7 separate regions of the Mus musculus genome follow, and regions 1, 2, 3, 4, 5 and 7 are each linked to region 6. Evidence: chromatin contacts called from public HiChIP or PLAC-seq and promoter capture Hi-C data. All regions are on one chromosome and are shown on one strand. Each heading gives the region's core, a stretch centred on a gene start, on an enhancer-like site or on the middle of the called end of the contact. The rest is flanking DNA. Distances are from core to core; before and after follow the strand shown.

Region 1 (4,294 bases), core at 1,431-3,930, 1.3 Mb before region 6:
CTCATTTCTACCGTAGGAATTTCTACTCTTGGCCTCCCCTTCTCTGATCCTCTTTGCTCACTGATAAAATAATAGCATCATCTGCCCTACCGTCACACAGGACTATTACAAAAGTCAAAGGCATATAAAAGAGCCCTGAACAGGCAGAAGGCATTAAATAATTGCCATAGGAAACTCTAGACCTGCTGATGTTCTGGTTGGATCAGGTTTATGCTGGGACTCCAAAGGCAGCATAAACCTCTCAGAGCCACAGAGACCTTAGTAAACGTTGACCTGGTTACCGCAACATTAATAATTTGCCCTTTTGAGATACTCAGTGTACTTACAATTGTTTCCTGTGTGCTATGAAATAGGTGCTCCCCGCTTTAAAAAATCATTTCTGGGTGGGGGGGGTCAGAGGACAACTGGTTTGACAGCAAGTGCCTTTGTCTGCTGAACCACCTCACTAGCCTGGTTCTTGTTCCAGATGAAGAAAATGAGGATGAGTGAAGAAAGTTAACTAAAAGTAACATTGTGCCAGGTGGTGGTGGCGCACACCTTTAATCCCAGCACTTGGGAGGCAGAAACAGGCGGATTTCTGAGTTCGAGGCCAGCCTGGTCTACAAAGTGAGTTCCAGGACAGCCAGGGCTACACAGAGAAACCCTGTCTCGAAAAATCAAAAAAAAAAAAAAAAAAAAAAAGAAAAGAAAAGTAACATTGTGGGTAATGAAACAGTAAATTAAAATAGCCAACACTGTATTCCGGGACAGGCTGGCTCCTTTGATTCTTTTAGCCATCCCATGTAATGCCCATTTAACAATAGCAGAACTTGACTAGAACAGATAAGACATCTGCAGTACACCATCCACTAAGCACTGAGCCAGGCCGTGAACTCCCAGCAGCCGAACCCCATCCATCGTCTAGGCTTCCGGCTGTTCTTCTGCCTATGTGTGGAGCTAAGAACAAGTAAAGTTTAGACACCGATGGTGATTATTTAGTGGTAAAGGTTTGGGGTAAGAACCTCAGCCCAGGGCTCCCCTGAACCTCTTGGAATGGCTGTGGTACCTCACACGTGGTGTCCTGACCACCTTGCCCTTGGAGAGGAGCCCCAGCATTCTCTCTCCCCCTTCTCTGCTTTCCCAGCCCAAGTTTCCAGAAGAAAACAAAAAACAGTGTTTCCTAGAATATTTTCTTATCACTTAAGAAAAATAAAAGGCTGGGGGAAAGGCGAGCCTCAGAAGCCTGACAGTCTTAGCTCAACCCCGAGAACCATGCTTTCTTAAAAGCTGAAGATGGGCCAAGTGTGGTGGCACATGCCTTTAATCCCAGTGCTGCTCTTCTTACAGACCAAGGCTCTATTCCCAGCACCCACATGAAGGCTCACAACCATCTGTAACTCCAGTTCTGGGGATCACCTGCCCTCTTCTGGCTTCCAAGAACACTCGCACACACCAAGGCACAAACCCACACCCATCACATAAACACATCTTTGAAAATAAATATCTAGAAAGGAAGGACAGAATGAGTGAATGGTGTTTCCAGGCAGGGCAGAGTGAGTGAACGGTGTCTCCAGGCAGGCCAAGCTGAATTTAAATCCTGAGTTTGCTACTTTATAACCCTAGCAAATTTAAAAATTTTAATACTAAAAATTCACCATGTTGTCCACTCTGGCCTTGAACTCCTACATGTATGAGCTCTCCCTGCTGCTGGACCACACACACACACACACACACACACAGAGACACACACACACAGAGACACACACACAGACACACACACACACAGACACACACACACAGAGACACACACACACACACCAGGTTTTAGCTCCTAAGGGCCCCTGCTTCTGCATCTGTGACATGGGATTGCTAATACCACTATTTGGTAAAGAAGCTAAATAGGTTAAATGAGATGATATAGACGCACAACACCTGGCATAGAATATTCCATAAATTCCTGCCATTGCAGGGTGTTCTGGGCAGATTCTCTTTGCAGCAGACACACTCAGGACGTGGTCTTGAAAAAAAACCTTTACAGTCTTGTTAGTCTCCTTATCTAGGCCAGTTACCTCAGACCACAATCATCAAACAGGAATGGCACGTTGAAGGTGCCAGCATAGTAATAGTAGTAATTCATGTTTCTTGAAGGCAGAGCTACATCTTCATAGATCTGCAGTGGCAGTCCCCTAGTTCTTTGAGGGAGATTTGTGCAGGCTGCTGTTTTACTGACCGTGAGGGTCTGCCTTCCCCTGCCCTGTCATCCTGTCCCTCCTTGCCCTCCACGAGCTCCCTCCATAAAGCCCTCCATCACTTGCGGTAGCGCCCTTCCTCGGTTTCCCTGCACCCGCGGACACCTGCTCTTCAGCCTCTCGGTCACGAAGTCCTTCCCGGATTTTCTCTTCCCGCTAAACAGCAGCACCAGACGCGGGGAGGCTCCGAGCGGGGCCATGGTGCCACCAAGCTTCACCAGGCCTAAAGCTGACACTTCGGACCCCTGAAATGCAGCCAAGCACGAAGTGGACCCGCTCAGTAGAAGCAAAAAGGAGGAGGGATCCCACTCCTTCTCCACACTACACAGCCCACATCGAAACCAGCGCGCAGAGAATGGGCGTAGAAACTGGAAGGGAAAGAGCCTTGCAGCCTAGTATCTAAGTACCTTTCCCGCCCCCCCCCGCCCTCCCCCCCCTGCGCAGCACGCACTTAGAACAGTCCACGCCCGCCCAGATGTGACGTCATGGCCCCGCCTTCTCGGCTGACAAGGTGAGCCGAGAGTGACGCTGGAAAGACTAGCCTCAAGTTCCCTTCTACACAACCGGCCAAACATAAAGATAAAGAAAAATAGTAATGTTGAAGGCATTTTCAAATCTGCCTTTTAATTTGTACGTTATAACTCATGCTCTAAAGCAAATATGTGTTTGCCCCGCACTAAAAATAGCTCTTTCCAAAGAAGTAACCAGACAATGACATGATAGGGTGTGTTTCTTGACGTCATAGCGAGGGAGGGGTTTAATGAACAGTATGCTATTTCACTGTTGAAAAGGTTTTGTAACTGCTGAAGCCTCCAGCTGGAACTAAGTGATCTTTTCTTTAGCCGCATACTCCTCTCCAAAGCTTTTCAGAATCTCGAAAAAGAACATTGGTGACATTAGTAACTTAGGTTAAGGAGTTTTGACGCCACTCTGAACAAGATTACCCAATTTCCTCCGGAGACCAACATCCAGCCAGAAGTTGAGAGGCAAAACTAAGAGTGTTCTGACACCTACTTACTGTTATCTGTAGATATAAATTGCTGTCCTACATTTTTCTAAGCTTATCAAAATAAAGCCTGCAGCCTATGACTGCCTCCAGTGTATAAGACTGCAAAGTCTTGTGAAAACCAAAGTGAAACGTAAAGAAACTCTTAGGAAAATCATTTCTTTGCGTATTCGAAAGAGGCTTCGGCGAAGAGATGACTCCGCAGCTAAGAGCACTGGCTGCCCTTGCTGAACACCCACCTAGCCGCTCATAACCAGCTGGAACTGCAGTTCCAGAGGACCTAAAGCCCTCCCTTAGCCTCTGTGGGAACTGCATGCACGAGGTACACAGACATACGGGCAAAACACATAAATCATTTTAAAATAAAGAACAGGAGTGGTCAGGTACAGAAAGAGTGGACCGGGGAGGATCGCCAGAACTGAGGATGTCTGTCTGTTGATAGAGCCTCTGCCTAAGCCTAGGTTTGAGGGCCAGCACTGAATAAACTAGGTTTAGTGGCAAGTGCCAGCCAGCACTGGAAATGGAAGCAGACAAATTCCAGGCCAGCCTGGGCCATAAAATAAAATAAAATAAAATAAAATAAAATAAAGAGAAGGAAGTGAGAGGCTTGGTAAACAGAGGAAAGCAGAACTGTACAACAAAATACTTTGTAAACTTTAAAGTATCCACTCACAGCAGACTGTTTGTTTTAAGCACTGTGATTTCACAGTTTGTAAGTCAGCACATTGTCCCACCTCTGTGCAATAAATATTTCTCTGGGTCCCACCGAAAGCTGGCTCTCACCAGGCCAACGAAGCCTATATAGGGTGAAGTCACTTGTGGCCTCCTGCTCACTAAGCCCTCACTCAAAAGAAATCAGAACTTCCACCCAGAATTCTGAACCTGCCTGACATAACTCACCCCTTCCTTCAGCCCCACCCTGGAATCAAATTTCCCTGGAATTCTAGTCCCAATCACAAAACTTCCGAATGTATTTGCCTAAGCCAGGCAATGGTGGCACACATTCTTGATCTCAGCACTCAGGAGTCAGAGGCAGGAAGATCTCTGAGTTCGAAGCCAC
Region 2 (3,898 bases), core at 431-2,930, 1.4 Mb before region 6:
ACAGGATCCCCACCCCCACCCAGACATTTATTTCTTTTTTATGGGGGGGGGGGAATGGAGTGGAGCAGGGAGGGGAGGCGAGGAGGGAAGTAGCAGGAACTGGCAAACACATCAAGGCAGAGTGTAATTAATTGGTGCGTTAAGCTGCTGGGTTATGCTTTAGTACGCGTGAGCCCGGAGGAAAAGAGCGATTTCTCAGAAGGGATTCTTTAATCCTCCCAAACACAGAGTCTGCACATTAGACACAGTGTGTGGGGATGTCCCCACAAAGGGAAGCAAGAAAGGAATTCTCACAGGACCATGGAAGAAAAACATGGGAAGTTAGGAAATCTCTCAAAATCAATCTCTCTCTCTCTCTCTCTCTCTCTCTCTCTCTCTCTCTCTCTCTCGTCTACATACTCCTTTTGTTGAATGTATAAAGAGAAACCACAGTCCCTACCTTTGAGTACAAACCCCAAGACAGTTCGGTCTCTATCACCATAACAACAATTCCAAACATCCCAAAAATCAGAGCATAGTCACTCAGTCGCTTTCTCTTTTCAAACAGGGCCCTCCTGTGTCCCAGCTTATAGCCAATGTTTTGGTTTTTCCGCTTGTTGGCTTTGGGGAAGGTGGTGCTGCCGGCCGTGGTGCCGGCATGCTGGTGGTTGTGGGTAGCGTTGGGGTGATGGAGCAGAGTCTGGTGGGCATGGTTATCCTCCCTGGAGGAGATGATAATCTCTGGGGGGTTGCTGGGACTGAAGAGCTGGAGGGGTTGGCCCTCAGGCTCAGCCTCGATAAGGTTTCTCCGAGAGGCGCTGAGGCGGCTGAGGGGCTTCATGACCCCACCGCTGTATTTGCAGGAGCTCATAGCTATCTCCGTGAAGGGATTGCTGTCCCGCCGGTGCACCAGGGGGCTGGCCTGCCGGTGCCGGCTGCCTCCACCGGGCCCACTTGTGGCTGTGGAACTTGGAGAGTGGCCAAGCAAGTGGTCATTGAGATTTAGCTGGCTGCCTTGCCTGGAGGAAGGGTGGAGGATGGCGGTAGAGTTGGCTGAAGTGGGGGCCCTGAACGCCGTGGGAGAAGAGTGCAACAGACCAGGATGGACAAGCTGGCTCTGGAGTTGGGCAAGCTGAGGCAGGGGGTGCAGTGGAGCCTGCTGCTGCTGCTGCTGCGACTGCTGCTGCTGCTGCTGCTGCGACTGTTGCTGCTGAGGCTGCGGAGGCTGAGGCTGCAGCAAGGGTCCCGGAGGCTGCTGGGGGACTGCTGGTGGCGCTGGCGGTGGTGGCGGTTGCTGCTGCTGCTGTTGCTCGTCCCCAGAAGATGGACAGGGACACTTGGGGTCTTCATCCAGGTCCCCCACCCCCGAGTCATGGAAGTGCCCAGAAGTGTCCATCTTGGGGCCTGGCTGAGTTCCCTGCAGCACGACCCTCCACCCCAAAGCCACCCTCGTTCCAAAGATGACCTCAAAGAAAGCCAGGCATCCAAGATTCCCCACCAGAAGTGTCTTGGCTCCAGTCCTCTCTCTTTGGTTTGCTTCAGTTCTCTGGGGCTGCCACTCGAGTATGCATTGTATTGGGCGGGTAGAAAAGCCAGGAGAGGAGCCGGGGGAAGGAGGAAGGGGCGAAAAGAACTCTATTCTGAAGGCGGTCCTCTAGGAGTGTATGAAGCAGACTCAGCTTCACTCCTCGCTGGCTCAATAGCTTCGCTCTCCTCCTCCTGACACTGTTATATGGCAAGCCAAGCCCACTTATTAGCCAGCGGTTTCATTGGCTTGGCTTAACTCTCCAACCCCTCCAAACTCCGCCTCCCTCTCAGGCTCCGCCTCCAAGAAGGGGCCTGCCATCCTTCGCTCCTCGCCGGGTGGCAGCGCAACGAGGGCTGGGAACTGTAGTTTTTGCTCCAAGACCACTACCACTCCAACCCCTCCACACTCCACCCGCAAGCTGAGCACCTGCCTTCTTTCCTCTGAAAGGTACGGTCAGGATACTGATGCCCACAGCAATCCCGGCTGAATGTTGGCGCTGGGGCGATGAAAGGAAGGGATCGAGAGCACCCTAAAGGGGAAGCTGTCACCATGCTGGGGAAACCGGGACCGGAGGACAAACGTTGATTAATAGCCAGTATCTGTACAGGTTGTTTTACACATTGGATTCCAGGTACATCTTCCAAAAGCCCAAGGGGATAGGGACTGTGCTCATATTTTACAAAGAAAATTAACACCGGGAGGCATTGAGCATAAACTGACAGAAGCAGAAGGGACCCACTCCTGACAGGGAGAAGCTCACCTACCTACCACTGTCAGAGCACCTGCGCTGTGTACAGGAGCCTCTGTTATTTCCAATCCTCACATCAACCCTATGAAGTGACGTCATCATCCTAAAAAAAGAAATAAAAGAAGGAAAAAGGAAAGAAAAGAAGCCCACTCACACGCAGATAAGAAATATGGCTCTTGTCACCCAGCTTGTAATTAAAGGCACTAGGATTTGAGCAGAGATCAGCCTGAGTCCACCACTCTTCTTCCGCTGCCTAGATGCTCCCCCCCCCCCATGATGATCAACACACAGTGGCTGTTCAATAAATAGTATCCACATGATGGATGGGAAAGGGCCAAAGAGAATCTGTCAAGGAAGAGCCAACTTCCCCAAAGCAGGATGTTTTAGTAACCTGGATCCAGCCTCTTCCAGAACAGCTGGGTCTGGAGTCACCTCAGGGTCGATGAGGACGACTGGAAATCCCAGTGGCTCCATGTCTGATCTGCCCCATGGGTCTCTGAGAGTCAGAGCTGGAAACAGCTGCTGGCTTCCCTGGTTCAGACTCCTCCTCATAAAGTATTTATTAGACTCCCACTGTGTGCAGAAGACTCTCCAAGGGGACAAGACCAGAGATGAATTTATTTCCATTTTTAATTGGGACAGCCTTAGCAATTGGGGGGGGGAGTGCTATGAATTCCTCTAGGCACACCTGGGCTCTAAGAGGGAGCATCTTCCTATCCACTTCCCAGCTCCCCACCATCCTCAGGCCTCTGTCTAGTGTCTCCCCTAGATAAGTGTGGAAGTACACATATCCAGATGCATGTGTGTGGTCACACCCGTGTACAGGTATGAGCACACACTTGCTCACACACACCCATCATGCTTCCAGAGCTTTCCCCCTGAATAGCAAGCATCAAATCGCCATGCCAGGGAGCATGGTAGAGTTCCCACCAATGAGCTGAGTGCCCTCTGCATACCAGTCCTCGCCTCTGCAAGCTGCTATGAAGACTGAGAGTAAACTGCTTGCACCATAAACCACACCCTCAGCTACCTGATAATGACAATCAATCTTGCACAAGATTGCTATCAATGATGATGGAGCAATGTGTACATACACACACACACACATGCACTCATGTGCACACGCCCTGGTACAAGCCTAGTGTCTCAGGCACATTTCCATCATCAGACAGGCCCCCAAGTCCCTACCTTACTTTCCAACATGGTCAGCCTGCCCAGTCCCTCTTCTCACCTGCCTCCTTCATTTCCCTCCCTCTTCAATCCGCAGAGTCAACAGTCTGACTCAAGGCTCCAGATCACATGATTAGGTTTTATGATCGAAAATAAATTAATACTAATACATTGTTAGAAGCAAAAATGTGCTGCTAGTACTGGACTTTCATGACAGATATAGATTCTGTGCTGCGGAAAATTAATTTCTAGGCCTGGAAGTTTCTTTGCCCACTCTACCACAATAGGTTGTCTTCTGCCTCCACTAACCTTCCTGGGTCACAGCAGGATCCAAATAGGGCAGGTATGCCACTATCCTGGATAGAGCTGCTCTACAGCCAGAGCCCAGAGGTTCACCTGGGAGTGGTCTAAACTTGAAACTGATGCTCCCACCCTGGGTGCAGCAACTTTGTCCTGAGAAAAGGTAGATGGGG
Region 3 (4,107 bases), core at 163-2,662, 1.6 Mb before region 6:
GCATGGAAGATGCCTCCTGACCAAGGATAGGTAGGATGGAACGATGCCTACTGGGGAGCGATGGCACTGCTGCCGCTCAAAACACACATTGCTGTCACCACCAGAAAAGGTGACAGTCACCTAGGATAAGCAGATGTGACCCCAGGAGTGGGGAGGAAGTGGCAAAGCTGCTACGAGCCAAGGCAAAAAGAGGAATTAAAGGTTAGTTACACCAGAGTTAGTAAGAGGAGATCCAACGTGGGGTCAATGAACGGCACTATTCTTTAGTGAAATTCAGGGAGCAAAGAGGGGTTGTACGAGGGATGCCTAGGCAGGGAGCCTACAGGTGGGTACATATAAGTGGAAAGAACTACTGAGAAGGGTCATTATGGAACCGGGCTGAGTTCCAGGCTACGTCCTTCCAGCACAGGCCTGGAATCTTATTAGAGTTGGGGTGGGGAGAAGAATGGGTCATTTCTAGGTGACATGGTAAAGTTGTGGAGGAGTAAGCAGAAGGAGCCAAAATCATAAAACCTGAGGTGTGGGTGGATTCATAGGAGGAGGTGGTTGAGGGGCCACATGTCCCGATGTCCCTTGCTCTCAGGGGTCAACAGTAGAGACTGTGACTGCACCACAGAACCTCAAGCTGAAGAAACAAGTGTAGCCTGGAGAGAAGGAGCCAAGCACCAAGAGGGGGGCTCTGGCCTCCGGGTCCTTCGAGAGCAGGAGGTTGTATGGTGTGATTTCGATCACCAGACAAGGGACCCCCAGCGTGGCGCAAGCGAGGTCCTCACCGTGATGTTGCAGTGGATGCGGACGGGGTCCCCCGGCACCGATCCCCGGGAGGGGAGATGGGGTCCGGGCGCAGCCCCGGCCCCGGCCCCTCCGGCTCCGGCCAGCAGGAACTCGCAGCTCAGCTCGTCCAGGCAGGCGCTGGCAATGCGGAAGCGCTCGTGGCCGCGGTGGAAGATGGACTCGAGCAGCTTCAGCTCCCGCCTCAGGCAGGGCCCTGGCCCCGGGCCCCCTCCCGGGCCGCCCCCGGCCCCCGGCGCCGCCCCCTGGACCCCCAGTTGCTGCCCCGGCCCCGGCTGCTGCTGCCCCTGCGGCTGCGGCTGCTGCATCCTCCGCTCCGCTCCGCTCCGGGGCCGGCGGGCCGGGAGCCTCCGGCCTCCGCTCCGGGCTCCGCCGCCGCCGCGGTCCGCACTTCCTGATCCCCCCTTCGCCAAGATGGCGCCGCCGCCACCTCCGGGACAGGCCCCCTCCGCTCGCCGGCCCACCCCCCCCACGGCCGCCGGAAGCCGCGCGCCCCTCCCCCTCCGCGGCGGCCCCGCCTCCGGCCTCACGTGACCTCTGAGCTCCGGCCCCCGGCACGTGATCCGCGCGTCTTTCCCGCCCCCCGGCCCGCGCCTGTCACCCTCCACATGTGACCCTAGGCCCTCGCCTCGCTGCTCGAAGCGCTTCCGTGCGTGTACGTGCGTCGTGCGTGACCGTGCACCGGGGGGCCTTTGCCAGCGCTTCCCTGTCACATGGCCGGCGTCTCTTGTCACGTGGCCGGTGCCTGTGTTCCCAGGGGCTCCCCGCGCGGGACTCTGGCTTCCTGCTTGCGTCCCGCGGCCCCCGCGTGCGGCGCATGGCCGTGTCTGTCCTGTATTCCCATGGGGGTCGTCGGGCCGGGTCACCGGCCTCCGCGTCTGCGGCGGGAAGGCGCCTTTCGCTACGGTCGGAGAAACGGACTTGGATCTCCCTGCGGTTCCTCTATGGTGTGTGACCTTGGGTTATCTACGCTCCTGGGGAGCCTCAGTTTCTCCATCACAACAATGGCACTGTACAAGACGGGGAGGCCTCTTTAGCCTGTTCCCAAAGGCTCTGTGCAGGGATACTGAAGTATCGAGTATGGTCGCTGGTCAGCTACGTCTGAGGGGACAGATGGTGCGGCTTCCTCCACAGAATCACAGGGCTTCGTTATGTGTGAGTGCAGAGTACTAAGCTAGGGGTTGCATAGACGACACCCACGCCTACCTGCTATTCTTCTTCCCACCTCGTCGCACTGATCCTGAACGGGGCTTGAAGTTTGCGGCAGTACCTCGTCGTTCCCACTAGGTGGCACTATCACAAAGGACAACGGAGGGTCCTGAAACCCAGAGCTGCAAACTGGCAGGTGCCAGGATGTTGTAAGGCCTGATGGGTTTGGGACCAATTCATCATGTGAGCCGTTGGCCCGTCTACCGTCACCACCTCTATGTTTTTTGGAAGCTGACTGTACCTTGGTGCTGGGCTACTGATTCACTCAGTGATGTTAGCAGAAAGCTTTACTAGGCCAAGTTTAACTCCGTATGTTTTAAGAAATTCGTGTTCTTTGAGCCTGGGGGGATGAGTGTGGGTGTGTGGGTGGGGCTGGTTTTTCTAATGACCAGAGCAGCCTGAACATTTAGCTGCATACCATCTTTGTGCCTATGTCCACAAGCTGGAAGCATAAAATACTAGGGTAAGCCAGTCCTAGCAGAACAGGGTTGTAGTCGCAACTATCTAGGAGAGTCAGAAGGCCAAGGCCTACCTGGATAACTTAGTAAACTCCTTTCTCGGCCAAATAACTAATAAATAAGGGCTGAGGGTGTGGTAGAATGCTTGCTTAGCTAGTAGAAGCTCCAAATTTGACACCCTCCCCCATCATCACACACAAAAAGAGTAATTGTAAAAAGTCTAATTTATCAAGCATTCCCCAAGCCAGGAATACTAAGCAAATATTTCTAACCCTTAACACCATTGCAAGGTGAGTGCTTTAACCTGTATTTTACAGATAAAGGTCAGGATGTATAGATACTGAGCAGAACTTCTAAGTCTGTCTCCACGTCCTTTACCCTGTTCTGTCTGCTTGCCTGCTTCCTTTATTGTTATTGTCAGGGTCTTGCTATATAGTCCAGGCTGGCCTGAATCTTATTCTCTTGTCTTAGCTTCCCAGTGCTTAACTTATAGGCACACATGCACCACCTTGCTCAACTCCCCTATTCTACTAGCCCCACACACTTCCTTTTAGAACTTTTCACAGATCACATGACCTTTAGCCCTTACCCAAGGAACTGGAACTTTAGGTCTTCCATGTCCCCAACCCCATATACAAGTTTTAAATGTATACATTTACTTATTGTCCTGAAGATTGAGCCCAGGGCCTCATCCATGCTATGCTTTGTCATTGAGAAACCCAGAAGTCAAGGTCAGTGGGGCATGGTGCCTTCTATTGCTACTTCACTCAGCATCTCAGCTCTTTTGGTTGCTGCTAAGCTTCATGTAAAATCATACCTAAGATAATTGGGCATGAGTGTGGTTGCCATCTGAACTGGAAATGAAGTAGATATATTTATTTAGTGAATGCAGAGGCAAGTGATTAAAAACAACCTACCCTCATGGAATTCATATTAAGGAAAATAGAAATTATAAAACCAGAATCTACAAAACAAACTGCCTTGTTAAATGTGGGAAATGGACAAATATTTACTGAGCACCTACTGTGTATGATACACTGAAGAAACAGCATTAAATGAAACAGATTCAGTCCTTATTTTCTCAACCTGACAGGAAATCAGACACTTGGGCCAGTCAGATGCCACACAAGCCTAGTGTCTTGAGTTTAATAATGTTAGGTACCCAAAAAAGTAGAAGAGCATAGACTCCACAAAGCTGTCCTCTGATTTTCACACACCATGCCATGGCCTTTGCCCCTCCTAACAATAAATACAAACTAAGCAAAGCAGACATTTAATGCACAGAGACACACTCAGGCACTGACTTTTAGCTGTAGTAAGTGCCTCAGAGGGGAAGACTAGCCATCTGGAAAGGAGTTCTGAATGAAGGACACTCATTTCTGAAGAGTGAGTAGCACGGGTGGAGCAAGAGCTGACATGTCTCAAGTTACAGAGTGTGAGAACACCAGCAAAGGCTACAAACTCAATTCAAATTACAATTAGATTTATTAAAACTGCAAGTGGGGTTTTAAAGCCACTTTAAAGCCACATCAAAGGCATGCTGCCAACAAGGGGTTAAGAGAAGGATTTTTTTGAAGGTGGAGATGACCATTATCTTGCTTCTGTGGAACTTGTAGCTGTGTAAGAAAGTTCTTAACTTCCCTCAGCT
Region 4 (3,970 bases), core at 510-3,009, 1.8 Mb before region 6:
CCAGGGTTGCCGGGTCGTGTCTGAGATGTCTGCTCTTGCCTTCAACATTCCTTCTATCTGAGCTGGCAGCCTTCTGTAGCCTTCCTGTTTCAGGCCAGCAACTTGTCTCTCTGCAATTATTTTCAGGTCTCTGTTTACCACAGAAAGGAAGGAGGCAGCACAATGAGAGTCTGTTGGAAATTAATTATATTTTTAAGATAGGGCAAGTTCCACTATGCTTGCCTCGAACTCTGGATCTTCCTGCCTCAGCCTCCAGAGTTTTGGGATTACAGGTGTGTACTACCACATCCTCTTGCTATTTAATCCCATTTTAAATAGCAGGAGAAAAAAATATGTATTTTTTTTAGACAGGGCCTTAGACTCACAGCTATTCACCTGCTTCTGCTTCCCAAATGCCTGCCCCACCACAGGGAGAGAGAACAACCATGCCTTTCTCTCCGACTTATAGCGTGGCTGAGGAAGTGCCATCAAAACCAATCCCATTGTCCTGGGTACAGGTTTGGTTCTGACATCCACAGAGAGCGGTGGATGCCTAGGTCTGAGGCCAGCATGTTGCTTAAATAAGGTCATGTCTTATTTAGGGGTTCAGCCAGCACACACACATTCCAGTTGCCCCATGGACTCTAATCAGCTGAACCCTGAAATGGAAGAATACATTAAAACATACTGGTGTAGGTCCAGGGCTCCCCATCTACATTTTCTTTTCTTTCTTTTTTTTTTCTTATCCCTTCCCTTCTCCCTCTTGCTCCGGCCCGGCTCGCTCAGGCCCATAGGTTTTATTTGTTTCTCATTACAGATGGTTGTGAGCTACCATGTTGCTGGGATTTGAACTCATGATCTCCGGAAGTCAGTCAGTGCGTTTAACCGCTGAGCCATCTCACCAGCCCTAAATTTTCTTTTCAGTGTGTTTCTTTCCCTCTGCATTTGCATGGGAAGCTGCCCTGTAGCTTCAAGCTCTGTAGCTTGGAAGGGAACCTTGGTGGAGTCTGGTAAATAGCAAACGCCGGTTCCTTTGTGTCCAGTCAAGTCATGATGGGTAATCAAAGCCCTACTCCTTGTTGAGCAGTTAGGCTCCAGGTACATCGACAGTGTTTCCAGGAATCTTTATCATGGGCTTAAAAATACATCTCTAATAGGTGAGAAAACTGAGACTTCCGGATCGGGATAGCAATCTTGAGGAGGGTAACACATGTGTCTCTGGGCCAGACTCAAAAGCGCACACTGGTTTCGTTGCCTCTGCAGTAGCCTTCAAAGAGCTGCTCCTCCACTGGAAGATGAGAGGAAATCTTTTTCTCAGGTTATGGACGCCTAAGTTTTCCTTCAGACCAATTAAATCACAATCTCTGGGCTCGAAGCAGACATCGGTGTCTTTTCGGATTCCCTGTTTGATTCCCGTAAGCACCCAGGACACTGACCTGCCTTCTACTTTAACAGCCAGAGCCACTGGCTGGCGCTCATGAAAGCAAAACTCAAGCGGAGGCGCGGATGGAAGGAAGGAGGGGGATATTTCTCCTTATCTCAGCGTCAAAACCTGGGGAGGGGCCCTGGTGGGGGTCCCTGGGGGCTCAGGTGTGGCGCGGCTGCAGGAAGTAACCCCCTCCGGTGGCCCGGAGCGCTGGCCGATTGCGCCATCCTACTGGGCTTTCGTAACCGCGAGCCGGGGCTGCCAAGAGGAGCTTCAGCACCGGTTCCTCAAATGTTTCACTGTTGCCAGGACGGCCGGCTGCTGTGTGTCACGTGCATGTGGGAAGTCGCGCCCACACCGATCTGAGCCACGCCGGGGCGAGCGCTCGCAGTGCGAGCTGAGTGTGGAGCCCGAGGCCGAGGGCGACTGCTCTCGCTGCCCCAGTCTGCCGGCCGCCCGGCCCCGGCTGCGGAGCCGCTCTGCCGCCCGCCGTCCCGCGTAGAAGGAAGCATGCTGACCGTCGGCTGCACGCTGTTGGTCGCCCTGCTGGCCGCGCCCGCGGTCGCGCTGGTCCTCGGGAGCTGCCGCGCGCTGGGTAAGAGGAACCCGGAGCGGGCGTGGGGAATGTGACACTGTCTGGTTCCGTTCGCAGAGTGAGCCCCGCCGGTACCGGCTGCTAGCCTGGGCTGACTCACCTGTGCTGACGCGGTGGAGGTTCGCGCGCCCCCTGTTGCGTCTAGCGCCTATAACTGCGTGCTCCTGTCTGTGTCTGGCCAGTTACCTCAAGTCTGAGTACAGGACAGTGTGTTTTCCTGAAACCTGACTCTGGTGTCTGGTTCCCAGTGTTCCCAGTCTTACTCAACTGCATCCCGGGTCGCTCCAAAAAGAGATACCCAGAGGGCGCGCCCTAGTGGAACAGTAGTAGTCCCTTCTGGAGAGTCCTTTATGCCACTGGCTCTCTCTGCTTTAGTTGTGGCACCTCGCGTGGCTTTCCTTAGTTCTACTACATTCCATGTCGTGTGTAATGACAGTGACCCGACGGTGAAGGGTCTGACATCATGGGCTCTGAGTCATGGGTGTTCCCGCCTCACAAACTTACTCCTTTAGCCAACTAGCCCTAGCATGCAGAATGCCAACACCCACATCCATCCCAATCCTGTGAGTTTGACAGCAAAGGATGTGGGACCTCTTGGAACTGTGCCTCCGCCCCCTGCCCCAGCCCTCCCTGATTAGCAGGTGGACCAGGCGGAGGGTAGGGTAGGGGCACTGTGTTTACCTTCCTTGCACTCTGCCTTGTAGGTCTAGGCCTCTCTGTGGGCTCTGGCTTCAGGCCCAGCAGCCTGCCTGGTCTCTTCTGGAGGAACTGGGAGACTGCTTCTCTACAGGTTATTTTAGGGGCTGAGGGCTTATTCAACAACATAGAAAGAGCCAAAGGACATGGGGGAGATTTATCCTGTGCTGGTCGTGGGGACAGTGGCTTCCAGGCTTTCTTTCTGCCTGGAAGGTAGAATTCCTCAAGCTTGGTTTGTTACCCCTACCTATATTTTCTTTATATATATATATATAAAGAAAATATATATATATATTAGACAGGCTCTCCCATAACCCAGGCTGGCCTCAAACTTGTGCCTCTTCTGCCTCTATCTCTTGAGTGCTGGGATTTCAGGTATTAACCCACCCTGTATTTTACACGTTTTTAATCCTCTACAGGATTGACATAAAGCTTTGGGAGGAGCCTGAGGTTCAGAGAGATGCAATGGGAAGCATCAGGCCCCTCCGTGTCTCAGTGTTCTCCTGTGGGTACAGCTGAGGGCGTCTGGGGTAGGCTGAGCACCACTATCATCTGGTGGGATTCTGGGGGAGAAGACACTGATGAAAGAGAAGATCCCCGCTTAGCTGTTCATGGTGCCAGGCAGGACTGAGGTCCTCTCTTCCATCTTGGGAGAGCAGGACTGGGCCTCTCTGCCTGTCTCAGTTACTACTCAACATACCCCAGCGCCCCCACCACCACTTCCCTTTGTTCCTAAGGAGCTGCAAGGCACTTCGGAGACAGCGAGTTCTGTTTTCCTGTGGTTCAGAAAGGACACCCAAGGGTGGGGGTGTCTTCTGACCCAAACAGCCTTTAGAAGGCAGAACTGGGAGTCTGGGGAGGAAGTGAAAGCCCTGCCAGTTTAGAAGGAAGAGGCAGAGAAGTCCCCAGCCCATCTCCCACACCCACACTTGCACAGCTACAAACTGGAGAGTGACAATCAAGAAACAAGCACCAAACAGGAAGTGTGGAGCAAATGACTGAGATGTTTGGCTTTAGAGAAGTGAGGCCAGATGGAGATGGCTCTCTGGGGGGGAACCCATGGGTGGAAGATATACATAAACATATATATATGGGCAGGCGAGATAGCTCAGCACACGCACACACACACACACACACACACACACACACACTCTCCTCCATCCATCATCCTTAGTGGGTTTTTGCCTTCATGTATTCATGTCTGTGTGAGGGTTCCAAATCCTATGGAACTGGAGTTACAGTTGTGAGCTGCCATGTGGTGCAGGGATTGAACC
Region 5 (3,836 bases), core at 112-2,611, 1.1 Mb before region 6:
GCCGCAAAGAAGAGAGACCAGGGACAGAAACCCCCGCCCATCACACCCTGCAACGCACACGGGCTCACCGCCACACACGCAAACTACCAAGCACTCAGCTTTTGACTTTACGGCTCCAAGAATGCACTCGAGCCTAATCAAACACCTGCCCGCCAGCTCCATCTCAGGCGCAGACGCCGCCAACCCCTCTCCAGACAGCTGCTGATTCGAGAGGTGAATTCCTGCAGGGTTGTTTACATGGAGAGGGGGAGGGGTTCTGAGCCTGGTACTGAGAGCCCACCGACTGGAAGACCCAAGTCAGACTCAGTCAAACACAGCCGCCCAAACTACCCCCCACTCCAATCCACCCCCGCTGCACGCCCAAACACGTTTCTCCTCTTCTTCACACACTGTTCACAAACATTAGCATATGTATGTCAGGCGTTTCACACGCTTCCACACACAAGTGTCTTTACACCTACCCGCCATCACACGCATTTACACACGCCATATGTACATGTGTCAGGTCGGTTAGTTTGTCACTCTTCATGACCATATTCCCACATTCCATCTGCAAGCGCGCATTCGCTCAAGACACACGTGAAATGTATAAACAGGTCATTAGCGTACGTTGGCGCTATTGAAAATATTAGGAACATCCCCCCCTACAGCCCCTGAGCCCAACTATGAGTTCTCGCATAAAGTACTGATGGACTGAGTAGCCCTTAGCCCTGGCCGCACACGTTACACGCTCGATCACACACAACGTCGCACTTTATTCCCGGCATCTAAGCGATGACACAATCTCTTGAACAAAGACAACATTGACAAACCCAACAAAAACAAACAGCCGCGTCTGTGTGGGGAGGGGCAGCCAAGCCAGAGTCAAGGCATGGGGGAGTGTTGCTGGGGGGGCGGGGGGAGGAGGGGGTCACGAGAGAGTGTGAGAAGGCGAGTGCGCGGGCCTGGGTGTGAATCTCAGGAAAGGTGTGGTTATATCCCCCCACCTCACACCCTGACAAGATTGGCGCCCCGCGCTGCAAAGCCAAGTCCTGAAGCCACTGGTTCCCAGACCCACACGTATAAGTTCTTCCATTTTTCCAGCTTGCTATGGCTTTCAGTCCCACAAAGCCAACAGAGCCTCACATAGACACCCCCACCCCCACACCCGTAAGTGAGCACACACAGCTATGGGAGGATCTGTGCAGACCCCGGAGCGCTCTCCGTCGCTGAGATATGGGAGTCCTTCCTCCCAGAGTCTTTTTCCCTTCCTCCACCTCCAACGTAGCCATCAAGCCCTGGGGCAGCGCGCGTCGGGCGGGGCGAGGGCGGGGCTGGTGTTGGCGGCGCCAGCCCAAAAGGCGGAGTCGAGCAGCGAAGAGGCCAGATTTGTGATCGTGGTGCCTACTGTACCGTGGAGAAGCCTGTGGGAACCTTACACTGCAGAGCTCTCGTCCTGGCCTGGCTCGGCCCGGCCCCGCGCTATGGAGTTCCTTTGGGCCCCTCTCTTGGGTCTGTGCTGCAGTCTGGCCGCTGCTGACCGCCACATCGTCTTCTGGAACAGTTCAAATCCCAAGTAAGCCCTGAGACTCCCTGGCAGCCTGGGTGCCGGGTTGGCAATGGCCTTTCGCAGGGTAACTGTCCCTGCCAACCCCTGGCCTGCGCCTAGGAGAGGTGGCCAGGGATGGGTTGGACTCTATAGCTCCCCACCTCCGTCTGTATCTCCCCTTACTACCTGGCAACAGCCGACCAGGGCAGAAACCTGCTCATGCCTGCTCGCACAGGCGCTGGCTGTTTCAGCCCTCTCTTTCTGCCCTCTGGCATCTCATCACTCTAAAGTAAGGCTCTCCTGCTGGGCACTCCTGCCTTGAGAATTGGAACGTTGGCCCTGGCCTCCGGGGCTCTCTAAGTCCCCCCATGAAACTTCTGTGCACTCTCATTTTTGTGTGCCACTTGGGCGTTTGTATACTAACAGGCACCTATGGACGTCAAGAGTAAGCACAGCGCTCAGGGAGCCTTGGAAAGAACCTCCGTAGGAATCTAGGTTTTGGGCATTAGATATTCATTCTGTGTTTAAGATGACCCTGAAGAGTGCCTCCAAGGTTGGGGGGGGCATAAATTAGGCACATGCTGTGTATGGGTCGACCGAGGGAGTGGCTGAGGTGGTCACACTAAGGGACTGGTAAGAGGAGTGTCGCTGGGAAGCTTGGGGAGGAGCAGAGTGGGGCTTCACAGGGCTACAAAGGCTGTAACAGGAAGGAGGTAATTTCTCCGGAGCAGGTTTTAGGGCTATGAAGCAAATGGTATTGAGAGGAAGACACTGTCGGGCCCTTTGTTCTTGCCCTTGAGTTTCTTCAAGTTATGAGAAGAGTGTTAGGGCCAAACCTAAGAGGGGGATATGGTGGAACAAGAAGAGGTGAGAAGTCGAGGCCACAGAATGCCACTAAACCCCTCCCTCCCAGATCCAGTGAGCCTGCCTCCCCTTCCCCTGAGAGAGATGCTGGGCCAGTTTCCTCTGGCACTGCCTATTGAGGGTCTGTTGTCTAGGGCATGTCGGAGGGCAAGATAGAGCCAGCTGCCACCCTAAAGGCACTGTCTTCCTGGCCCTGGAGTGCTGCTGCGCCCCACCAGCCCTTGCGCCTGCCCTTGCGCCTGCCCCTTGCCTTCCTGACCTAGTCCTGCCCTAGTAGTGGGAAAGAGCAAAGTCCCTGTTTATGCCCATGCCAGGTGTCGGCTGAAGGAGGAGGAGGGGACGGGAAGTCATGAGTAGGGAGGGGGGAACCCTGGCCTTTTCCGTTCCCAAGCTCCCAGGTTTCCTCTCTTTCAGGAAGGAGCCTCTTCCTTGCCCCCCTCCCTGTCTACTCCACCACTAATAGAGCCCCCTTTTCCAAATGGAGACTTAAGTGTCACAGGCAGGTTAAGTGTAGGAGATAGTACGCTAAGTATAGCTTCAGCCCTGGCCCTCTGGACACACACATAACCCTGTCTTATTTACAGCCACAGGAAAGCCAGTCTAGAGTGGAGGTCATGGGCGGTCTAGCCAGGCCCAGCTTGGGGGAAGAGATGAGGTGGCAATGAACAGGGCGGGTGTAGGGTTGCATAGGTGACTCAGGGTAGTGGGCATTAATCCTGGGCTCACCAGGCTCCAGGCAAAGGCAGTGGCAGAGAAAGGTGCCACTGTGAGCTAGGCCCTGGTCCTGGAGAGACAGATACTCAGCTATCAGATTTCTCTGCCGCTTTTGCCCGGAGGCCAACACTGGGGCAAACCAGTCCTGGGCTGCCCTGGGGTCCTGGGGGCTGCTCACTTTTGACGAGGTAAAATTTCACAGGCTCTCAAGAGCGCCTGGGCGGGTAGCGAGGTGGATGAGGCACGAGTGAGTCAGTGCCCATCACGGGAATAGGGGAAAGACGCCAGGCCCAGAGCTGAAATACCTGTTCTGAAATGGCTTCTATGTTTATCTCTCCAGAGAGGAATTTTAAAAGCCTCCCTCTGCTTCTCTCTCTCTACCCCCCCCCCGTGGGGGAGGGGCCCAGAAAGTCTCATTTTAGAGGCTGCAAGCAGTTGCAAGGCCAGGCCTCTAAGGGGTCATGATGACTGGGTAGTGGGTGGCCACCGTGGAACCCCACCATCACCATGGGCACCACCCATGCCAAGGACTCGGGTTGAAAGCAAGTTGGCAGGCAGCTCTGCTGAGCCTCTCCCTGGCAGAGCTTGGGGGAATTCAGAGAAGCTGCCTGGCTTTCAGTGGGAGGGGGGAAGCACTTTCCTGCTGCTGAGACCCTACCCAGGCTGGAGCCAGGTGTCTGGAGCTCAGTGGGAGGGGCCGGTGGGCAGTCAGGCTGGAGCCTGCAGGGCT
Region 6 (4,271 bases), core at 1,668-4,167:
TAGGCAGGGAGAGATGAGAAAATATTCCAGGAGCCAAATAGCACCGGCCCACTAGGCCAAAGGTCAACAGCCTTTTTAGCAGAGTCACTGGAGAATGCCTGAGATTCCCCTCTTTTTCCTGGCCAAGTTAAAAGCTATCTTTTCCCTAACCTGGTTTCAATGGAAGTTCTGATATCCAGGCTCCATCCAGCCTTCTCTTAACTGTGTAGACAATGTCAGCCACCACACAGCCAGATGTCTGCTTATATAGCACAGCTTCTAGCAGCTAATGCCACCCCCTCCCCAATGAGTAAGTCACCAAACTAGGACAGGAGGACAGAGAGGGTTAGCTGGACTCTGGCCCCATAAAAGCCACCAGTGATTACAGCGATGCGGAGGCTGTGCGGCATGCGACCATTCCTCCTTCCCACTTCCCTGTAAAGGGAGATAATTTTCTCAGGCCAGGTGTCCTGGCCAAGGTCTCAAGGTTTGGGGAGAGCCCACCACCACAGATCCACAGCCCTAGATCTGACCCTGGCCGATGGCTTTGGGCCTGCCTCAGATCATCAGCCCCATTAGGGAACCTGGACAACACCAACTGTACTTGTGACTCATAGTGTCCCCCTTGTCTGCAGCTCTTCTGTAGGCCACACAATTGTCTAGGTAGGGGACAGAGAAGTGGAGGCAACAAAGAAAAAAGCCAGCCTACCAACTCAACTCTAGTGTGGACCTGTGCTAGGCCAGAAAAACCATGGAGAACAGGAAACTCAGTTGGCACAGAAGATAAAGCTAGGAAGATGGACAGACCTCCAGGCCAAGGACATAAGGGCCAAGGATGCTGCAGCATAGGCCCCTTTCCAGAGCAGGGTCAGAGCAGGGCCTCAGTGAACTTAAACCCATCCCCCGGTCCAGCTCCCAACCTGGAGAGACTGCCTCTACCTTTCAACACACCACCAAGGAAGACCAGGAGAAGAAAGAAAAAAACCTGCTGGAGAGAGATTATATAACGGCAGCCAGCCAGCCTGTCACATCGCCCAGCCTAGGAGGTGCACTAGAAGCTAGAGAGCCAGAGCAGAGAGCTGGGGCCCTCCAGCCCCATATCACCACACAGAGGGGGATGGGCAACCTGCACCTGCCTCCTGTCCAAGTCCCCCACACCCTGTTCCAGCCACTGGGCTTAGCAGAGGCAGCACAAGCCCTGTGCCCATCCCCCAACACGAGGCTTCCCATACTTTCTGTCTGGGTCCTGTTTCTTCTCTAGGCTCACGCCTGCATGAGCAAGGCTTGTTGTGTCTTTATTCTTAATCTTTAGAGTCTCTCCCTACATGAAATATATGGCAGAAAGAGGGAAGACATAAGTCTGATACAAAAGCTGAAGTGTGACCTTAAGTAAAATGCTCTACCACTTTGGTAAGTATGGGAATGAATGAAAGCTCCTGACTCCCTAAAAGTACACGCAGCAGTCACACACAGGGTCTATGTATGAAGGGCACAGCAGTCACAAACAAAGAACATGACCACTGAAATCCCAAAGCCTCAGTGTCCATTTCTGGGGTATATGGGAAAAGTGCTCTACAGAAGCTCCAGAATTCCCCAACCACCCTACATAACAAGGTTCTCAGCCACTCCCACAATCATCCCACCCCACCCCCATCCTGGAAGACGCAGGAAGGAAATTCATTCACAGGCAAGGCCATGGGAGTTGGGACAGCCAGGCTGAGCACTGGGGCTCGGTGGCCAGAGGCCAGAAGCTGGGTGTCTGAGAACACTGTCAGGTAACTCGCCAATGCTCCCCTCGGCGGATACCTACCGCGGATACAGGGAGACGAACAGAAGGTGGACAGCTCCCAAGGCCAAGCGCACTCAGTAGGCTCCTCTCCGAGATCCGGCCAGAGCAGCCCAAGGTCACCGTCCCAGACGGCAAACTTCCCACAGTCAGGCAGCTCAGACCCACTGAGGGCTAGGGGGAGGGGTAAGATCCACCACTCACACAGCCAAACAGGCCTCGGAGGAAACTCACACGGGTAGGGCAGGAGGGAACGGGATCCACCCACTGTACTCCCCTAGCCTGGCCCCAATGTGCCGGTCAGTCGTAGGCAGAACTGGCACTCAGGACAAGCTGGGTAGTCCAGGGCCACTGGGAACCCCGAGGGCTCGATGGAATCTCTGGGAGGCCTCCCTGCCCCATCTCTGAGGTGGGAGGCCGGGAGCACAGTAGTCCCTTGGGCCAGCCTCACCACTCGAACCCCACTCGCACTGACTCGGCCCGCACCGCACCGTCCAAGAGAAAGGCCTGGAGAGGTCCTGCCAGGTGTTAACAGCTGCAAACTACTGTCCAGGGGTTCTCCAGCCGGCGTTGCTGACACGCCCGACCAAGGGGGCCCCCACGGGCGCGAAATCGCGGCCGGAGCCACGTGCGTTGCGCCCGCCAAGGCGCGAGGCGACGGGGGCTCGGGTACCAGGCGCGGCTGTCACAGCAGACACCCCAGCACCAACACTGCCTCCGTCGCCCCGCCCGGACCGGGACGCTCGTGCCAGGGCGCCCGTACACCCCTCGCGCTCCAGACCACCCTGAGCCCGGCCGCGCGGCGTGGGGGAGGGGTTCTTAAAGGGGCCGACGCGCGTCGTGACTCACCAGCCCGTGGGGGGGACGGGGTGTCACGGCGCCCGGAGCCTCGGCCCGGTCCGCCGAATCCTCGGTTACGCGAAGCCGCAGCTCCGACGGGAAACAGCGAAGGCGCCGCGTCCACGCGGCCTGGGCGGCGCCACAGGGCCGGGACCCCCTGGTGCGCGCGGGGGCGGCGGCGGCGGGCGGCAGGCACGCAGCCGAGCGCCCAAGCCGCCTCGACGGTTGTTGATATTTTGCTTCCTTCCTCCTTTCGGGCTCCAAAGGCAACTCCTCCAGCCCCAGACTCGAGGCCGACGTAGGCACCGCGCAGCCTAGCTTGCGAGATGGGAGGGGGGGAAAAGACGAGAGTGATGGACAAGCAGGGGGCCAATGGGAGGGCCCCGCAGGGCTGGGGGCGGGGCCTGGCAGGGAGGCCTGGGACGCAACCCCGCCCCCTGCCCGCGGCCTGCGCCCCACCCCTTTGGGGCGCGCGACCACGGCGCGTGGAGCCCAGATCCCTCCGCCTGCGGGACAGAGCGAGGCTGCGGGTACCTCAGCACCCCAGCTCCAGAGTTGGCAGGGATCTAAGTAAATAAGTTCTGGGGAGATAAGAGTGTTGGTAGGCCCCAGCTCCTACACTTACTGTGTGACAAAGCTCCGAAGCCAGATCGCGCTCTCTTATCTCGTGGTTACCTGGGGAGCTCCGCTGCTCCCTCTACCTGTGACAGGTCCCCTCCTTTCCCCTGACCCGGCTCGGTTGACGCCCAGACATTTAAAGCTACAGTGCATAATTCTCGGGTGATCTAATCTTTTAGTGCCTGCGGGCCCCAGCGCACTTAACTACGGAGGGGGCAATTTAAAGGGGCGGGACCCCAACCACTACCTCCCTTGCCTCACAGGAAACATCCAGAAGCCTTGTCTTGAAGAAATATAACTCTCTCAAAAAAAAAAATCTTTTAAAATCCCCGACGGCCTCTGGGCGTGGTGAATTTTTAAGTGCTTCACAACAAGATTGTGCGCTCCATTGCTTCTGGACCTTTAACCCGTCAGACTTCCTGTCCGCATCCTGTCACTAACAAGTCCTCGGCTGGCTCTACCTGGAGCTTGAGGAAATGACAGAGTCTGGCGTGGACTTCAAAGCCTTAGCAAAACAGAAGCAAGAGGTTCTTCAACAAGCTAGGGTCTGCTTTACTGAACAAAGTCCCTGTTCTGGCTTCTTGTGGGAGAGATGAGAAGAGGCGACAAGTGGTGGGTTAGAAAATTTATAATCTCGGAGTCAGACTGTTTTGGTTCAAAATTTTCCACTATTTCTGAAAAGAGCAAAGCACATCTCTTAACTCTCCATCCTCTTGGGTAAGCTGAAGGTGGTAAGGCCAGGTACATAACTTGTGAATTTGGTGTGAGTTTAGTTCCCAGTAGACTAGTACAGTGCCTCGTGTTGCACTGTATGACCCACACGGGCTGCTCAGCTGAAAATGAGCCCTTTTAGGGCCTGCGTGAGTTCAGAAAAGGCTCATAGTGGGCCAGTTCAATAGGACTATTCTGCAAAGAGCTTGGAGGCATATATGTACCTCCTTAAACAGGAAGCACGTAGGCTTCTAGTCCCTCGGCCTCCCTTTTCAACCCTTCCACTTTGCCCCTCCTTCCAGAAGCCTGATTTATGTAGGATCACACATGGTCCCCA
Region 7 (3,822 bases), core at 176-2,675, 1.9 Mb before region 6:
AGATCTCTCACCTTAATGTGCTAATATTTTGCCCTTAAGGGGATTTCCTTATACATTCTGTGACTGGAAAGAACTACTGCAAATCTTCATTTCTTCTAGAAACTGCCTCATCTACAGCACGTTTCAGGAAGTGAAAGGGGAAGGAGCTAAGGACATTTAGAAGGCAAAGGACCTTGTGGGAATCTAAGCATGGTTTTAAAGGATTCTGAAGTCTCAAGCCAGCATTAGCTGCTGGCCGGCAGAACTCAATCTTGGGGTCTTTTTCTCTTTGGAGGAGTATAGTAGTTCTTGTTCTCTGAGTTATGTTTTTGAGACAGTCTCACTATGTAACCCTGACTGGCCTGGAGCTTGGTGTGGAGACCAGGTTGGTCTCACATTCAGAGATCTGCCTGCTTCTACCTCTTGAGTGCTAAGGTTAAAGGTTGTCAGCACTACACCCTGCCTTGCCTATTTTATGTGGCTTTGAAATGCCTACATTTTGGGAAAAGAATGGATGATCTTAGAGCAAGACCTGGGGTGGGGGCATGGTGCAGTAAAAGGTTTTTGGACTTCAATTACGTGAAAGAGAAGTTTCATTTTTCTTTGTAAGAGCCATATTGCCAGGGACTCGAGATCCTGTTTCAGCCTTCCAAAACTGCAAATATCCTCTGTGCTGAGGAGGTGAGGGAGGTCTGTTTATTTTGAGTCAGAGTCTCACTCTGTAGCCGACTTGCCTGAAACTCAGTGAGGAGCAGGCTGGCCTTATACCTCCCGAGTGGATTAAAACACCATCAAATTTCATTACGGCATGGTTTTCCCAAGACACAAGTAGCTTCTCGTTCCTGCCTAGTCTACAAATCTTACCTTGTTAGTTGGCCATCTGTTTAGTTTTTTAAAAGCAGCGTGTGGTGGTAACCGCCTTAAATCCCAGCATCTGGGAGGCATTAGGCAGGCGGGTTTGTAAGCCCCTTTGGTCTACAATCAGTTCCAGGACAGTCTGAACACCACACAGAAACCCTGTATCGAAAAAAACAAGCTTAAAAACTCCCTACTAGCTGAAGAGATTCCTAGCATCTTTATTCAGCAGTAGGGAAATCGCGGTTTAAGGAACTAGGTAACTTCGCCTAGCCTAGTATTAGACGTCACCGACATCAGTCTAAAACAAAACACAAGGTGGGGGGTGTTTTCTGATCCTGGGGTGAAGCAGGCCTCTGAACAGGCCACTCCCTCTGGCGGCTACCTGGGACCCTCCAGAGAGAAACGGAAACCCCCCTCGGGGGCCTGGCAGATCAGCAGGAGAAAGAATCTCCTAGAAGGGACGTGATCTTGAACTGGGAATTTCGCACGTCCACCCTCACTCAAAACTGAAAGGTAGCGTATAGAAGCTTCGTGTCTGAGGAGCACGGTCAGCCCCGCCTCTTCCTCCGGCTTACGACTTTTACGACAACGCCGCACCGTAGGGTTGCTTTCCGGCAGCGAACGCTGAGCCCTGGCTATATCCGACAGGGTAGCGTAAGCTGGTCGTGGTCTCGTGTTGCCCATGGGCTGCAGAGCTTCAAAGTTTCTAGTGCCCCTACTGGAATGAGCGTCTTTGATCTTTTCCGAGGCTTTTTCGGCTTTCCTGGACCTCGGAGGTGAGAATAGTTCTGGGCTGGATATACGGGAGGGGTGTTTTGGTGGACACTTGACCCCTTCATCATATTTTTGGAAAGCTTCCTTTCCCGCCCCCTTCAACTCCTGCTGAGAGGTCAAAGATCGCATTCTTGAGTACTCACCCCGCCACAGTAATCAAAGCAGTGGTTAAGAGGACAGAAACGGCAGCTTTCTCCAGACCTGGGTGATGCAACAGGGACCTGGGCGGAGAAAACAATGGGGGTCTGGGGAAGAGGACCATGAGCAAGTAATTGGGCGATTAGTAGTAGGCTGGATGACCCTGAAGAAAAACCATGGGTCGTCTGGCAGCTGTTGGGAGGTGCGGAGAGGCTCTGTTTAGAAACAATACAAAACCCTAATAGATCCATCAACGTTGTTCTGAAACCAGATCTCCTGTGTTTTCAGCTGCCCAGACCCCTCTTTGGCCCAGTTTGCTGCCCTTGTGTTGATTTTTATGGCTTAGACAGTGTTGAAGTCTTCGTGGCTTATTTGCCTTCACTCTCAGCCACAGAGATCCTTTTTTTGGAGGGATGACTCGAGATGATGACGACGATGATGATGATGATGACGAAGCGGAGGAAGACAGAGGCGCGTGGGGTCGAGAGAGCTATGCGTTTGATGGTTCTCAGCCTCCAGAGGAATTCGGTTTCAGCTTCAGCCCCAGGGGAGGGATGCGATTCCACGGCAACTTTGGCTTTGATGATCTAGTACGAGATTTTAATAGCATCTTCAGCGAGATGGGGGCCTGGACCTTGCCTTCCCACTCTCCTGGTGTGTGAATTTCCCTGAGGGAGACCCTATGGGTTTCTAGTGGGTTAGTGATGAATAACAGAACTTGCAGAGTAGTTGGGATAGTCTACAGAAATTGATTTTTAAAAGACTTAAAATGTTTAAGGCCTTTCCTATCCCAGAATCACCTACCAACTTTCTACAGAACTTCCAGGTCCTGAGTCAGAAACACCTGGTGAGAGACTGCGGGAGGGGCAGACACTACGAGACTCAATGCTTAAGTACCCAGATAGTCACCAACCCAGGATCTTTGAGGGGGTCTTGGAGAGTCATGCAAAACCTGAATCCCCAAAACCAGCTCCAGATTGGGGGTCGCAGGGACCTTTTCATAGGGTGAGTACTCTCTGCACCTGAACTGTAAGCCCTTGGTGGGATCTCTTAGAGTTGAGTTGCAATTTTAGCCCCTTTAATTAGTTCATTTATCCAGATTTTCTTCATTATTGGGATTTTCGTTTTGAAACTTACTTCACTGTATAGATTTAGATATCTGCCTGCCTCTGGATTAAATGTGTGCCACCACACCTCATCTAAGATTTATTTTCTTTTATATGTATGAGTGTTTTGCCTGCTTGAATGTCTCTGTACCACATGTACCTGTGCCCACAGAGGTCAAAAAGGATATTGAATCCCCTGGAACTCAAATTATGTATGGTTATGAGCCACCATGCTCTTGCTGGGAACTATAAACTATGGTCCTCTACAAGAGTGTCCCCTCCCCTCTCTTATTTGATTTGATTTGTTTGTTTATGTATTTTGAGACGGAGTCTCTGTAGTATTGGCTGACCTGGAACTTGCTATATAGACCATGCTGGCCTCAAACTCAGGGATCTCCTGCCTCTGAGTTTGTTAGTTAGGATTTTGTTGCTGTTTGTTGGTGTTTTGTTTTGTTTTTTGTTTGTTTGTTTGTTTCAAGACAGGGTTTCTCTGTGTAGCCCTGGCTGTCCTGGAACTCACTCTGTAGACCAGGCTGGCCTCGAACTCAGAAATCTGCCTGCCTCTGCCTCCGGAGTGCTGGGATTAAAGGCGTGCACCACCATGCCCGGTTTGACACCTTCCAATCTTAAACTTGAAGGTCAGAGAACCCATATTCCTCCCTTGTTCCAAAACCCCAGAAATACTTCCATTTGGGCAGCTTATATTCACATACCTTCTTCCTTAGTTTTATATGGACTTCTACGAAAAAGAATTCCTGAAATTCTTTCCTGCACTTTTAAGATTCGTTCTTAGCCGGGCGTGGTGGCACACGCTTTTAATCCCAGCACTCGGGAGGCAAAGGCAGGTGGATTTCTGAGTTCAAGGCCAGCCTGGTCTACAAAGTGAGTTCCAGGACAGCCAGAGCTATACAGAGAAACCCTGTCTGGAAAAAAAAAAAAAAGATTGGAAGGTGTTTTTTCACTGATT

What was found. Promoter capture Hi-C pulls out the DNA fragments that hold promoters and counts their contacts. HiChIP or PLAC-seq counts read pairs in DNA pulled down with a chosen protein or histone mark. Capture Hi-C pulls out chosen DNA fragments and counts their contacts.
Region 1: a promoter capture Hi-C map of liver shows a contact between it and region 6, with 2.7 times the contacts expected there. The contact joins the promoter of Pmvk here to the promoter of Mef2d in region 6. A contact is called at or near these places in 2 of 39 promoter capture datasets (erythroid cells and liver) and 1 of 9 other capture datasets (liver).
Region 2: an HNF4G HiChIP or PLAC-seq map of pancreatic cancer cells shows a contact between it and region 6. The contact joins the promoter of Kcnn3 here to the promoter of Mef2d in region 6. A contact is called at or near these places in 1 of 39 promoter capture datasets (liver) and 1 of 115 datasets of contacts at active chromatin or transcription factors (pancreatic cancer cells).
Region 3: a contact with region 6 is called in a promoter capture Hi-C map of pre-B cells, with 2.7 times the contacts expected there. The contact joins the promoter of 4632404H12Rik here to the promoter of Mef2d in region 6. A contact is called at or near these places in 2 of 39 promoter capture datasets (liver and pre-B cells), 1 of 115 datasets of contacts at active chromatin or transcription factors (pancreatic cancer cells) and 2 of 9 other capture datasets (adipose tissue and liver).
Region 4: a contact with region 6 is called in a promoter capture Hi-C map of liver, with 3 times the contacts expected there. The contact joins the promoter of Il6ra here to the promoter of Mef2d in region 6. A contact is called at or near these places in 4 of 39 promoter capture datasets (hippocampal neurons, liver and pre-B cells), 1 of 484 Hi-C or Micro-C datasets (B cells) and 1 of 115 datasets of contacts at active chromatin or transcription factors (pancreatic cancer cells).
Region 5: a promoter capture Hi-C map of liver shows a contact between it and region 6, with 2.4 times the contacts expected there. The contact joins the promoter of Efna1 here to the promoter of Mef2d in region 6. A contact is called at or near these places in 2 of 39 promoter capture datasets (both in liver), 1 of 484 Hi-C or Micro-C datasets (B cells) and 2 of 115 datasets of contacts at active chromatin or transcription factors (double positive thymocytes and pancreatic cancer cells).
Region 7: a promoter capture Hi-C map of pre-B cells shows a contact between it and region 6, with 5 times the contacts expected there. The contact joins the promoter of Hax1 here to the promoter of Mef2d in region 6. A contact is called at or near these places in 3 of 39 promoter capture datasets (the C10 cell line, liver and pre-B cells), 1 of 484 Hi-C or Micro-C datasets (B cells) and 2 of 115 datasets of contacts at active chromatin or transcription factors (pancreatic cancer cells and thymic regulatory T cells).

The regions. Positions count from the first base shown.
Region 1 is chr3:89,457,504-89,461,797 of GRCm38.p6, reverse strand. It overlaps Pmvk (phosphomevalonate kinase), which reads right to left and starts at 2,680. Exons shown (of 5, transcript NM_026784.3): 1 at 2,334-2,680. The coding sequence starts at 2,428.
Region 2 is chr3:89,517,946-89,521,843 of GRCm38.p6, reverse strand. It overlaps Kcnn3 (potassium intermediate/small conductance calcium-activated channel, subfamily N, member 3), which reads right to left and starts at 1,680. Exons shown (of 8, transcript NM_080466.2): 1 at 440-1,680. The coding sequence starts at 1,375.
Region 3 is chr3:89,770,705-89,774,811 of GRCm38.p6, reverse strand. It overlaps 4632404H12Rik (RIKEN cDNA 4632404H12 gene), which reads left to right and starts at 1,412. Exons shown (of 2, transcript NR_130957.1): 1 at 1,412-2,310. It overlaps Ube2q1 (ubiquitin-conjugating enzyme E2Q family member 1), which reads right to left and starts at 1,203. Exons shown (of 13, transcript NM_027315.4): 1 at 774-1,203. The coding sequence starts at 1,100.
Region 4 is chr3:89,910,985-89,914,954 of GRCm38.p6, reverse strand. Il6ra (interleukin 6 receptor, alpha) reads left to right here and starts at 1,759. Exons shown (of 10, transcript NM_001310676.1): 1 at 1,759-2,000. The coding sequence starts at 1,916.
Region 5 is chr3:89,277,170-89,281,005 of GRCm38.p6, reverse strand. Efna1 (ephrin A1) reads left to right here and starts at 1,361. Exons shown (of 5, transcript NM_010107.4): 1 at 1,361-1,555. The coding sequence starts at 1,464.
Region 6 is chr3:88,141,018-88,145,288 of GRCm38.p6, reverse strand. It overlaps Mef2d (myocyte enhancer factor 2D), which reads right to left and starts at 2,917. Exons shown (of 12, transcript NM_001310587.1): 1 at 2,615-2,917.
Region 7 is chr3:89,996,319-90,000,140 of GRCm38.p6, reverse strand. Hax1 (HCLS1 associated X-1) reads left to right here and starts at 1,425. Exons shown (of 7, transcript NM_011826.4): 1 at 1,425-1,613; 2 at 2,138-2,403; 3 at 2,567-2,754. The coding sequence starts at 1,561. It overlaps Gm19710 (predicted gene, 19710), which reads right to left and starts at 1,381. Exons shown (of 4, transcript NR_045749.1): 1 at 1,220-1,381; 2 at 844-996. It also overlaps a transcript of Ubap2l not described here.